2 separate regions of the Sus scrofa genome follow, and region 2 is linked to region 1. A link is a contact called in public Hi-C data. All regions are on one chromosome and are shown on one strand. The core of a region is the stretch at or near the end of the contact, and the rest is flanking DNA. Distances in the headings are between cores, read along the strand shown.

The links. Hi-C and Micro-C count contacts between places; a contact is called where the count stands out from the background.
Region 2: a Hi-C map of retroperitoneal adipose tissue shows a contact between it and region 1, with 1.9 times the contacts expected there. A contact is called at or near these places in 1 of 5 promoter capture datasets (liver), 36 of 47 Hi-C or Micro-C datasets (adipocytes, adipose tissue, alveolar macrophages and 18 more) and 2 of 2 datasets of targeted methods (alveolar macrophages and skeletal muscle).

Annotation. Positions count from the first base shown.
Region 1 is chr3:77,446,957-77,452,213 of Sscrofa11.1, forward strand. No RefSeq gene overlaps it. Among named protein-coding and RNA genes, the nearest start is that of AFTPH, 27 kb to the left of the region's middle.
Region 2 is chr3:77,574,964-77,580,220 of Sscrofa11.1, forward strand. It overlaps LOC110259999 (a long non-coding RNA gene), which reads right to left. Exons shown (of 3, transcript XR_002342638.1): 1 at 4,617-5,257. Among named protein-coding and RNA genes, the nearest start is that of LGALSL, 98 kb to the left of the region's middle.

The DNA.
Region 1 (5,257 bases), core at 1,930-4,429:
GACTTAGCACTCCCAGAGTTGCCTTTCAGTAGCACTAGGGTAAGACCTGAGAATTCACCTTTCTAACAAGTTCCCAGGTGCTGCCCCTGCCGCTCGTCTGCGGCTCACCTGTCGAGCAAGCATCGCTGCTCTAGTCTACCTCCGCCCAGTGGAAGGAGGCTTCTGCGATGAAGGTCACCTAGGAGGAGCTTAGGAGTGCCCCCTTCAGGATGCGTACCTTTTCTTCCCACCTGCAGGGGGCAGCCTCGTTCTGCCTCAGCCTAGACGAAGGACCAGGATAACAAGGAAGGTAACTCCCGATTAAATACGCCCATTTCCTGAAAATTCTAGATAGACGCTAAAGTTACCCACGGGCCTGAGTCCGAGCCCTAGACAGGGGAGCTCTTTTACTCTGAGTTGTTCCCAGCCTGGGCTGGCGAGGGCTCTACTACCGAAAGTGGGCAGCTCTGCTGATGCCGGACTCCCGGGGCAGGGAGTGCGCTTCATTCGCCTGAAAGCTCACCCTGCTAGCAAAGTGCTGCCTCAGCGTCAGGGCCCAGGAAATGTTCCACGGAAGAACAAATTAATATTTGTTTGAAGATCTGTGCAAGAACTAGTGAGAGAGAAGGGCAGAAAATGATGGAATGAATTTTAAACATGGTCAGTCTAGCAGGAGACACTGACCACTGTTTCAGAAAACGAGAGCGTTTTCTGAAGCTGGGTGATTCTCCCTCGTGAAACAGCGCAGGGCCTCCCAAAAGCTGCAGCATTCGGCGGAGCAGAAGGCTGCAGGAGCAAAACCTGCCAGAAGGGGGCGCCTCGACATTTCCTCCTCGGAGTCAGCCCCAAGCAAGGCATCCGCCAGTCCTTCCATTATCTTAAAAAAAAAAAAAATTATACTGCAGGGTGCCTCAAACTTTTATTTAAAACAAGGTGAAAGTAAATAATCAATATAAAAAAAACCCCAAGCTGAACAAAAGCCTTCTATTTGTGCAGCAAACAGCCTATCAAGTCCAGAGGGAGGCAGTAACTGCCATTCAGAAGGAAGCTGCCTGGCCAATAGACTTGCCCAGTGTGGAGGAGGAAGACAATTTGGGGGCAAGGAAGAAGAAGCAGCAGAGGCTCTGACATGGGTAGAAGGTGTTTGGGGTGGGGAGAGAAGACTAGTCTGCTTGGAAAGGACTCCTCTTCCCTCTTCATCCTTCAGGCTGGGAGGTCTGATTAGGGCCTGAGGATGATCACAACAGTCAGAATATCTACCCTGGTGTGCTCAGTTTCCCACTACCGCAGATTTCTGCCCAAATTCCAGATATTTAGAACATATGAAAGTGGTATACGCCAGGCCCACTGTCAGTAGGAGAGGCCTCCTAGGTGGGTCTCTAAGGGTGGCTCTAGGCCTGTTCTGCCCCATTCCTACAGTCTCAGAGTTCCTCTAATGGCCATAGTGATCATGCCATGGGGCGAGATCTGCATGTAAGACCGGCCGTGGACGTGAGACAGAGCAACCTCACAGGATGCAGCTGGAGGTCAACTCACAACCAACCATTGCGGCAACAAGTGACCCTCGTTAGCAACATTATCTGTCCCCTGCACTTGTAGCAGGACACATCATGATGTGGCACTTTTCACTAAAGTGTTCCTCATGCTTTTTATCTCTCCTTTTTTGCAGAATGCTCCTCCTCCTATGTTGTTAGTCTGCTTTGGTGGTGTCATCATTCACAAAATCTCCTAAACAAGAAACTTTCTAGCTATTTATTTTTTATTTTTTTACTCTGTGCCACATTCAGCCAGCCAAGAAATCCTAATTATTCTATCTCTTAAATAATCTCTATCCTCTCTCCTCCACAGTCACTGGTTAGGATTCATCTGGATGGCTAGTCACCTCTGTTTTCTCTAATTCCATCCTCAGCACTGATTCCAATGCTCTGAAAGTCATATTTGATGATGAAGTTCTCTTGCTTAAAAACCATTGGTAGCCCCCTGAGGCCTACACAGGATGAGGACACATTGCTTTTGGGAACCAGGCTTGGTATAGCTAAACAAATGAGATGGGGACAATGATTGGGGGTAAGAGAGTTCCACTGAATTCCTTTCATGTAAGAGGCCACCCACTGTAATCCTGAAAGCCCCACTATGCCCTGGAGTTGAATCCCAATCAACACAAGGGATTGAACTTTGCATTTAAAATCTTTTGTTCCCATTATTCATGCCACCTTAGGCACGAAGGTTTCTCATTTCCTACCCTGCTCTCCTTATAGATTCCAAAAGCACTTGCATTGCTTCCCTAGGATCTACACAAGTGAGAAATGAAGTGCCACGTGGTCAGCCCTATGTAGTCCAGCAGACTGTCCCCCAGAGGGCCTTTCTGTAGTCGGGTGGGTACAAAATTCAAACTAAATTTTCCCTTCCAGTCCTGCCCAGCTTCTAGCTGGAGGAAAGAATGTGGTCTTAGAAGGAGAGAAATTTTCTCTTTTCACACAGGCCCTTGTCTTATACTCGCCTTAGAAAAAATACCACTTTTTCTGAATACTCACACACAAACGCTGCCTAGCTTCTTATAAAAACTGCTGCTTCTGTGTTTTTGTCCTGAATATCTGCATTTTGGGGGTGGTTGGCTCTGGCCACTGCATTTGACAAGAGCTGACAAGCAACCGCTTGTGGATGTCACGGATGCTGTGACTGGACTGTCTCGGGGATGAAGCGATGAGAAGCTGGTTTGGTGTTTATGTACCCAGGCAACCGTCATGTTTACTGGCTGGCTCTTTGGTTGGCTTCCAAACCAGCAGCACCGCACCCGTTAGCACTGGGCTGCATGCTGGTTACTGATGGGTTGCCCTGCCAGTTGTGAGGAATTATTACTTTTCACTTGAGCAATTGGTGGTTTCATTGGAGGAGCAGTTTTACAAACACACATCAGAGTTTCGCCTGACAAAATTCCTAAATGCCCAACGAGGCGGTGAAACCAAGGGGTGTGTCCTTGTCCCAATCAGACTGTCTGCTCCTCTGCTTGAGAGACTGATATATATTGGGCTTATCAACCCATTCGGATTTGTTGAGGTGTGTGTTTGGCATGGATCTAGGCTTCAGAAACCAGGGAGGGCAGGTATTATGGAGAGAGGTCGTACCAGAATCATATGTGCCTTTACAGAGGAAGGAAGGTTGCTCTCACCAGAAGGGTAGTGAGGTAATCAGCCTTCTAGGTCCCCAGTGATCACCACTTCCTAGTGTCTAGGACTTCATGTAATCTCCCCCCGCCCCGAGTGTGAGCTTGACCTAGTGACTTACTTCTAATGAGTAAAATATGACAAAAGTGATGGGATATCCTTTCTGACATTATTTTACCAAAGTCTGTGATCCCCCCTTTCCCTTGTGCACCCTGATGAAGCCAGCTGCCATGTTATAAGCTGCCTTATGGGAAGGCTTATGTTGCAAGGAACTGACGGTCACCTCTAGCCAAGAGCTGGCAAGGAACTGAGACTCTCAACCCAGTGGCCCACAAGGAATTGAGTCCTGCCAATGAAATGACCACTTGGGGGATGGTCTTGAGTGAGCTTGGGAGAGGACGCTTCCCCATCTGAGCCTTGAGTGAGGGCCACGCTGGCCATCTTCTTTTTTATTGGTCACACTTGCAGCATATGGCAGTTCCCGGGCCAGGGATTAAATCCTGAGTCGGAGCTGCAGCTGTGATCTATACCACAGCTGTGGCAATGCTGGATCCCTCACCCACTGTGCTGGGCCAGGTATTGAACCCGAACTTCCTGCAATTCCACAGCAACCGGAGCTGCTGCAGTTGGCTTCTTAACCCACTTTGCCACAGTGGGAATTCCCCTGGCCTGCTTCTGCAGCCTGTGAGAGGCCCTGAGCTGGACAATCCGGCTAAGCCACGCTCACATTCCTGACCCATAGAACCATGAGATCATCAATGTTCATTGCTTTAAGCTGCTAAGCTTTGGGGTAATTTGTTATACAGCAGTAGATGGAAAACTACTACAAGGAGGAAAGACATTGGACAGACAGAAAAAATACACAGATATCCAACACAGAATCTACAAGAACACAAAATAGCATCATTATTCTGGTTTCTGAATGTCCTAAGCTTTCCTTCTCGGACTTTTCCTGCCAGCTCTGTCCTCCTCCCTGACAGAATTTTTTCTTGCCCTTTTTTTTTTTTTTCATATCCTTTATTTCTTTCCATTTTCTTTGCTTTTATAAAAGCTAGCGGGAAAGGGAAAGGAACAGGAAAGAGACATACACTGAGAAACTAGCAATTATGAGGGCCTACTGTGTGTCAAGCACTTTGCAGCCCACTTTCCATGACTGGTCTCATTTAATCATTTCCCCATATACAACCCAGCAATCCCACTCCTGAGCATATGTCCAGAGAGAACCATAATTTGAAAAGATACGTGCACCCCAGTGTTTACTGTAGCGCTATTTACAACAGCCAAGACATGGAAGCAACCTAAATGTCCATCGACAGAGGAATGGATAAAGAAGATATGGTTCAGGAGTTCCCTTTGTGGCTCAGTAGAAACGAATCTGACTAGCATCCATGAGGTTGCAGGTTCAATCCCTGGCCTCACTCAGTGGGTTGAGGATCCGGCGTTGCGACGAGCTATGGTGTAGGTTGTAGATGCAGCTCAGATCTGGCATGGCTGTGGCTGTGGCTGTGGCCAGCAGCTGCAGCTCCGATTCAAACCCTAGCCTGTGAACCTCCATATGCTGCGGGGGTGGCTCCCCCCAAAAAAGAAGCTGTGGTTCATATAGTTCATATATACAGTGGGATATTACTCAGCCATAAAAAAGAACAAAATAATGCCATTTACAGCAACACGAATGAACTTAGAGATTATCATACGAAGTGAAGTATGTCAGACAAATAAAGGCAAATATCATATGATATCACCTATATGTGAATCTAATGAAAATGATACAAAAGAACTTATTTTTAAGGCAGAAATAAACCCACATATTTTGAAATCAAACTTATGGTTACCAAAGGGGAAACCATGGGTGGGGTTATGATAAATTGGGAGGATGGGATTAACACATACACACTACTAAATATAACATAGATAATTAACAAAGACCTATTGTATAGTGTAGGGAGTTCTACTCAATGTTCTGTAATAAACTCCATGGGGAAAAAAGAATGGATATATGTATGTGTATAACTGATACGCTTTTCTGTATACCTGAAACTAATACAACATTTTAAATCAACTATATTCTAATAAAATATTTTTTTAAGGAAGTAGAAGGCAGATAAACTTAAAAA
Region 2 (5,257 bases), core at 1,783-4,282, 130 kb after region 1:
TGAGGACACAGACATTCACATCTATTGCTGGTGGGCATGTACACTAGTTATAGCCCCAAAAGGGCAATTTGGCAATCTTGAGCAAAATAAAGGCGTATACCTTCTGACCCAGCAACTCTGCTTCTCAGACCTGACCCTCCAGGGAGATCTATTTGCATGCATGTGAAGGGACATATGTACATGATTATAAATTGCACCAAAAGATTAGAGACAATTTAAATGCTCATTAATTGAGAACTGATAAACTAAGTTAGGGATCAGCAAAGTCTCATTAAACTAGCCTTCTGCCTGCTTTTATGCAGCCTGTGGCTAAGAATCATTTTAACATTTTAAATGGTTGAAAAAATCCAAAGAAGAATTCTATTTTGTGACACATGAACATCATATAAAATTCTAACGTCAGTGTCCATGTATAAAGTTATATGGAACACAGCTGGGTCCCTTTGTCTCCACACCATCCAGGGCTGCCTTTGCACTAGAGCACAGAGGGGGGTGGTTTCACAGAGACTGGATGGCCCACAAAACCTCAACTATTGACTGCTCTTTTATAGAAAAAGTTTGCCAGATTAGAGTATATCCAAGCCATTGAATACCACAGAGCTGCGAAAAACAATGAGAAAGCTCTTTATGAATTGCTATGGAAAGATTTCTAGGGTTTCATTACTAAATTTAAAAAAAAGTAGACATAGACAATGAGAATTACATGTTATCATTTGGATGAAAAGGGGAGGATATAGTGGCGAAATAAAGTATGAATTGCATATTATGATTTGGGCAAAAAAGGAATATGCATCAACATTATCTGGAAGGAAATATAAGAAATTAGTAAATAGTGGTGGGTGGAGGAGTAGGATTGTGTATATTTGTGTTATCTATTCAAAAAAGTAAATCAAAAATTATTTTTTATTTTTATTTTTTTTTTTGTCTTTTTGCTATTTCTTTGGGCCGCTCCCGCGGCATATGGAGGTTCCCAGGCTAGGGGTCCAATCGGAGCTGTAGCCACTGGCCTACACCAGAGCCACAGCAACGCGGGATCCAAGCCGCGTCTGCAACCTACACCACAGCTCACGGCAACGCCGGATCCCTAACCCACTGAGCAAGGGCAGGAACGGAACCCGCAAACTCATGGTTCCTAGTCGGATTCGTTAACCACCTCACCACGACGGGAACTCCTATTTTTTAAATTATACCATGCCAGGAAGTTCCCCTGTGGTGCAGGGTGCAGCTGCAACGCAGGTTCAGTCCCTGGCCAGGGAACTTCCACATGCTAAGGGTGTGACAAAAAAAATGCACTGTGTCAGATGAGAGTACAGATATAGGCCCCTGTAAATGCTTGAGCCTGGCTGGAACAGAGCTTGCGAGTGGGGCTGGAGGTGGAAGAAGATTGGAGAAGGTTGTGGGGCCTGATAGGAAAGGGCCTGCAGGCTGGGCCAAGGAGTTTGCATTTTCATATATCCAAGGACAAGGAATAACAGGATCAATTTGTGCTTTAAAAAAAAAACGAGGTGGAGTTCCCGTCATGGTGCAGTGGTTAATGAATCTGACTGGGAACCATGAGGTGGTGGGTTTGATCCCTGTCCTTGCTCAGTGGGTTAGGGATCCGGCGTTAAGGATCTGGCGTTGTCGTGAGCTGTGGTGTAGGTTGCAGACACGGCTCGGATCCCGCGTTGCTGTGGCCCTGGCATAGGCTGGCTGCTACAGCTCCGATTGGACCCCTAGCCTGGGAACCTCCATATGCCGTGGGAGCGGCCTTAGAAAAAAGGGCAAAAAGACAAAAAATAAAATAAAATAAAATAAAAACAAGGTCCTAGAGAGCAGAAAAGGGTTGTTGGACAAGACTTGGGCTGGTAGGGAGAGAAGGGGGTGGACTGCAGGTGGGGGGTCAGTGGCTGCCTCTGGGGGAGGACCTGGGAGGCAAGGGACCTGGGATCAAGGGTGAAGGGAGGCTTACTTTTACTGTAAATGCTTTTGTCAGATTTATGCATGTGCATTCATTTCCATGTGGCTTTATTTCCTATAGAAATCATTTTATTTATTTTAAAAAGAAAAGCCCAGCAGACCAGGTGTGATGAGGCCTCAGCTGTGGCACTGGTGGTGCGTGGGGTTGGGGAGGAAGGGGAACGTTAGCAGCAGAGTTGAGGACTGACTGGAAGTGGGGATGGTGGATGTGGGAACTGCACCCACACCTCCAAGGACCTGGGGAACAGAACCTTGTAGGGAGGAGGGCTAGAAGGTAGAAAGTTCACCTGCCCCAGGTGACTGCTCTCTGATTCCCCGGGTCAAAACACAAGCATCTAGCAGGTACAAAATATCACCAGGCACTCTGGGCCTTTGGTTCCACTTTCATCCCAGGAGGACATCTATAGCCTAGACATGACCTAGGGGCAAGCCACATGTTATACAGATGACAAGGTCCACTCAAGACCACCAGGAATCCCAACCTAGTCCCTTCCTCCCCCTGCCCCCGAGTCCCTCCTCATTGCTCCAAAGGGAATCTCCACACAACCAAGCTAGGACATTCTCTAAGACTTCTCTGAGTCATTATTTTCTTTTTATCGTGTATGCCATACTTGTCCCAATGACAGTGAACCATAAGCTCTTTAGAGGCAAAAACTTAAAGGTCTTTGTGACCTCACAGAGGCACACCATTTCTTTTCTATATGGTAGGTACCACGAATGTGTTCATTGGCTGGTTGATGGGGACTTCCCAGTTGCCTTCTTAACAGCTCTGCCAACACATCTGCCCTCCCTGCACATCTGCCTTCCAGCTCTGCGGAGCCTAACCTCCTTCCTTCCTCTGAAGGAAACCCCCCCACACCCTTGGCCAAGAAGTCAAAGGTGTGCTCAGTGTTCACCCTCCTTTGGTGGTTTTCCACATTCAGCCCTTCTTTGCCCAGATAGTATCAGCCAAACAGAAAGCAGTAGCCAGAAGTTGTCTTTAAGCAAATGTCTATTTGGCCTCTTGCACATGGAAGGGAACATAACTGTGAAAATGATAATAAGCAGTAATGATCATCATCATTGCAAAGAGGCATCAGTCCCAGCAGCTCCAGTGAGGCACTGGGGTGTCATCACTTCATCTGCAAACAGAAAATGGAACTCACCTGCCTCTGCACCTATAAAGAATGCTCATAATTCTTAGAAAACTGGAAATTCCTTTACACTGGCACTTATTTTTATACTGTTCGTAAGAGCTTTGTGATTACAGCAGTCAGGGTCCCAATATGCTCTTGATATAGGCGAGGGTGTACTTTCAGTGCAATGAAAGGAAGCAACCCATCCCTGGACAGAAAACAATCCACAACTCAGTTTTTCAGGGTTGCTGAGGTTGGATGGTCTCCCCCTGGGGGGCAGGGCCTGGAATGAAATTGCCTGGGGTCCCTCAGCTCTTGTCCCAGAGGAAAGGGCAGATGCTGGGCAGCTCACCAAGGAGCCTTACAGATCTGCCTTTTTTTTTTTTTTTTAATGGCCACACCCGGCATGTGGAAGTTCCTGGGCTAGGGATGGAACTTGAGCTGCAGTTGCTGCCTGTGACCTAGCTATGGCAACTCCAGATCCTTAACCCACTACCATCCAAAAGAACTTACTCTGCCTCTTTTTTTTTTTTTTTTTACACCCACCTCCTCCTAAGGGAGAAAGTTCTGTTCCTTCCTGCCTCTCTGGGCAGAGCAGAAACTGAAAAGGGCTACTTGTTCCTAACAAGTTATATATAGCTCAGCAAATGACCGCTAGGTCTTCAGCCTCAGGTCTGGGAATTGCCTTGTGCAGCCACACCAGGACGGTGTCCCAGTTAGCAGAAAAGCAAGGATGATCTTCTTGTGGCCCTTTATGCTTGTGGCATAAACTGAAGTAGCCCCCCAGTTCTTTGGGAAGGAGAGGACCTCACTGCAGAAATAATTTTCCAGGAAGAGAAGCAGTGTTAGTTGCCTGAATAACATGGGGTCCAGCGCCACCTACTGTCCGCTATAGGAGTTGGCGAGCGTCCTGTTCTCTTGATGGGATGTTTTGGAAACTGGCTTTAACCACCAGAGGGACAGAAATGAGGAGACACATTACCAGAACACAGGGCTGTCGTCCAGCCCAAGAGGGACTATGATTTTGGTGGGAGAAGCTGAGAAGCTACAACCCTAATGCGTCATAGATGGGGGTGTTTCGTGAAGGGATGGGGGTGTCTCTCTCTTGGAAGGAAGCTGAGGTGACTCACAAGTAATATTTAGAGTCTTATTCCCAGAAGATTGGCTTGGGTTTGTCTGCTTGAATATTTTTGCTCACACTAAGGGAAAAAAATACTGGTGCTATTTTATGACTTTTATGCTTTTCAAACTAGTTTCTCAGTGCTCCCCCAGAGCTAGCATATGGGCTATTTACAAAAGTCCTTGCAATCGATCTCACCACCGAACCCACTCCTGCTCCTTGATAATGTCTTTGTATCACAAAAAGCTTCTTTTTATTATCCTCCCACTTCCTGGCTGCCTCAAACCCCCTACTAATCAAAGTCACCATTTGCTCTTTGCTTTACATCGTTCATTTAAACCTCAGAACAGCCCAAAGAGGGGATGTTAATATTCTCATTCAAACATGAAAAAACTGATCCCTGGGGAGATTAAGAGACTTACCCAGGATCTGTCAGCTAATCAGCAGAGATGATATTTGAACCCAGTTATTTAGCTCCAAAACTTTTCACCAGAGTGTTCCATCTGCACCATGAGGGGATAGCCAGCTAGTGCAGAAGAAGCTATTGTATCCAAGAATTTCTGGAGGAGATCAACACCCCTCCAGCTCAGAGGACACTTTCTGCTCTGCACCAGTCCCTGTGACCCCAGGCTTGGCTGGACTCTTGGTGTAAACACCCTCCTTCCTCATAGCATCAGTCCTGCCGCCCCCTACCCCCAGCACAAACACTTCTGCTGACTGCACTCCTCCACACTTGGAACCAGCCCAGACGAGTCATGAGAGCAAAGAGCAGAGATTTTGGCAAGTGTTCAGAATGCCAGGAGGATCCTGGGTTTGTCTGACTCCCTGGACCTCAGCTTCACCCAGTGGAAAACTGGGAAAATTCCCTGCTGGCTCCTCCTTTCCCCTCCTCTCCCAGCCCCTTCATGGTTCTCCACCAGATAGACACACCTCCAGAGGAAGGTTAAATAAGGCCACTCTCTGGAGTCCTCTGAAACAAAATTGTTGCTTAAATATACAGATTCAGAAATAAAGCTTAAGTGGGTAACACGCTGCAGTGGGATCCAAATGCCAGCCTCCACAA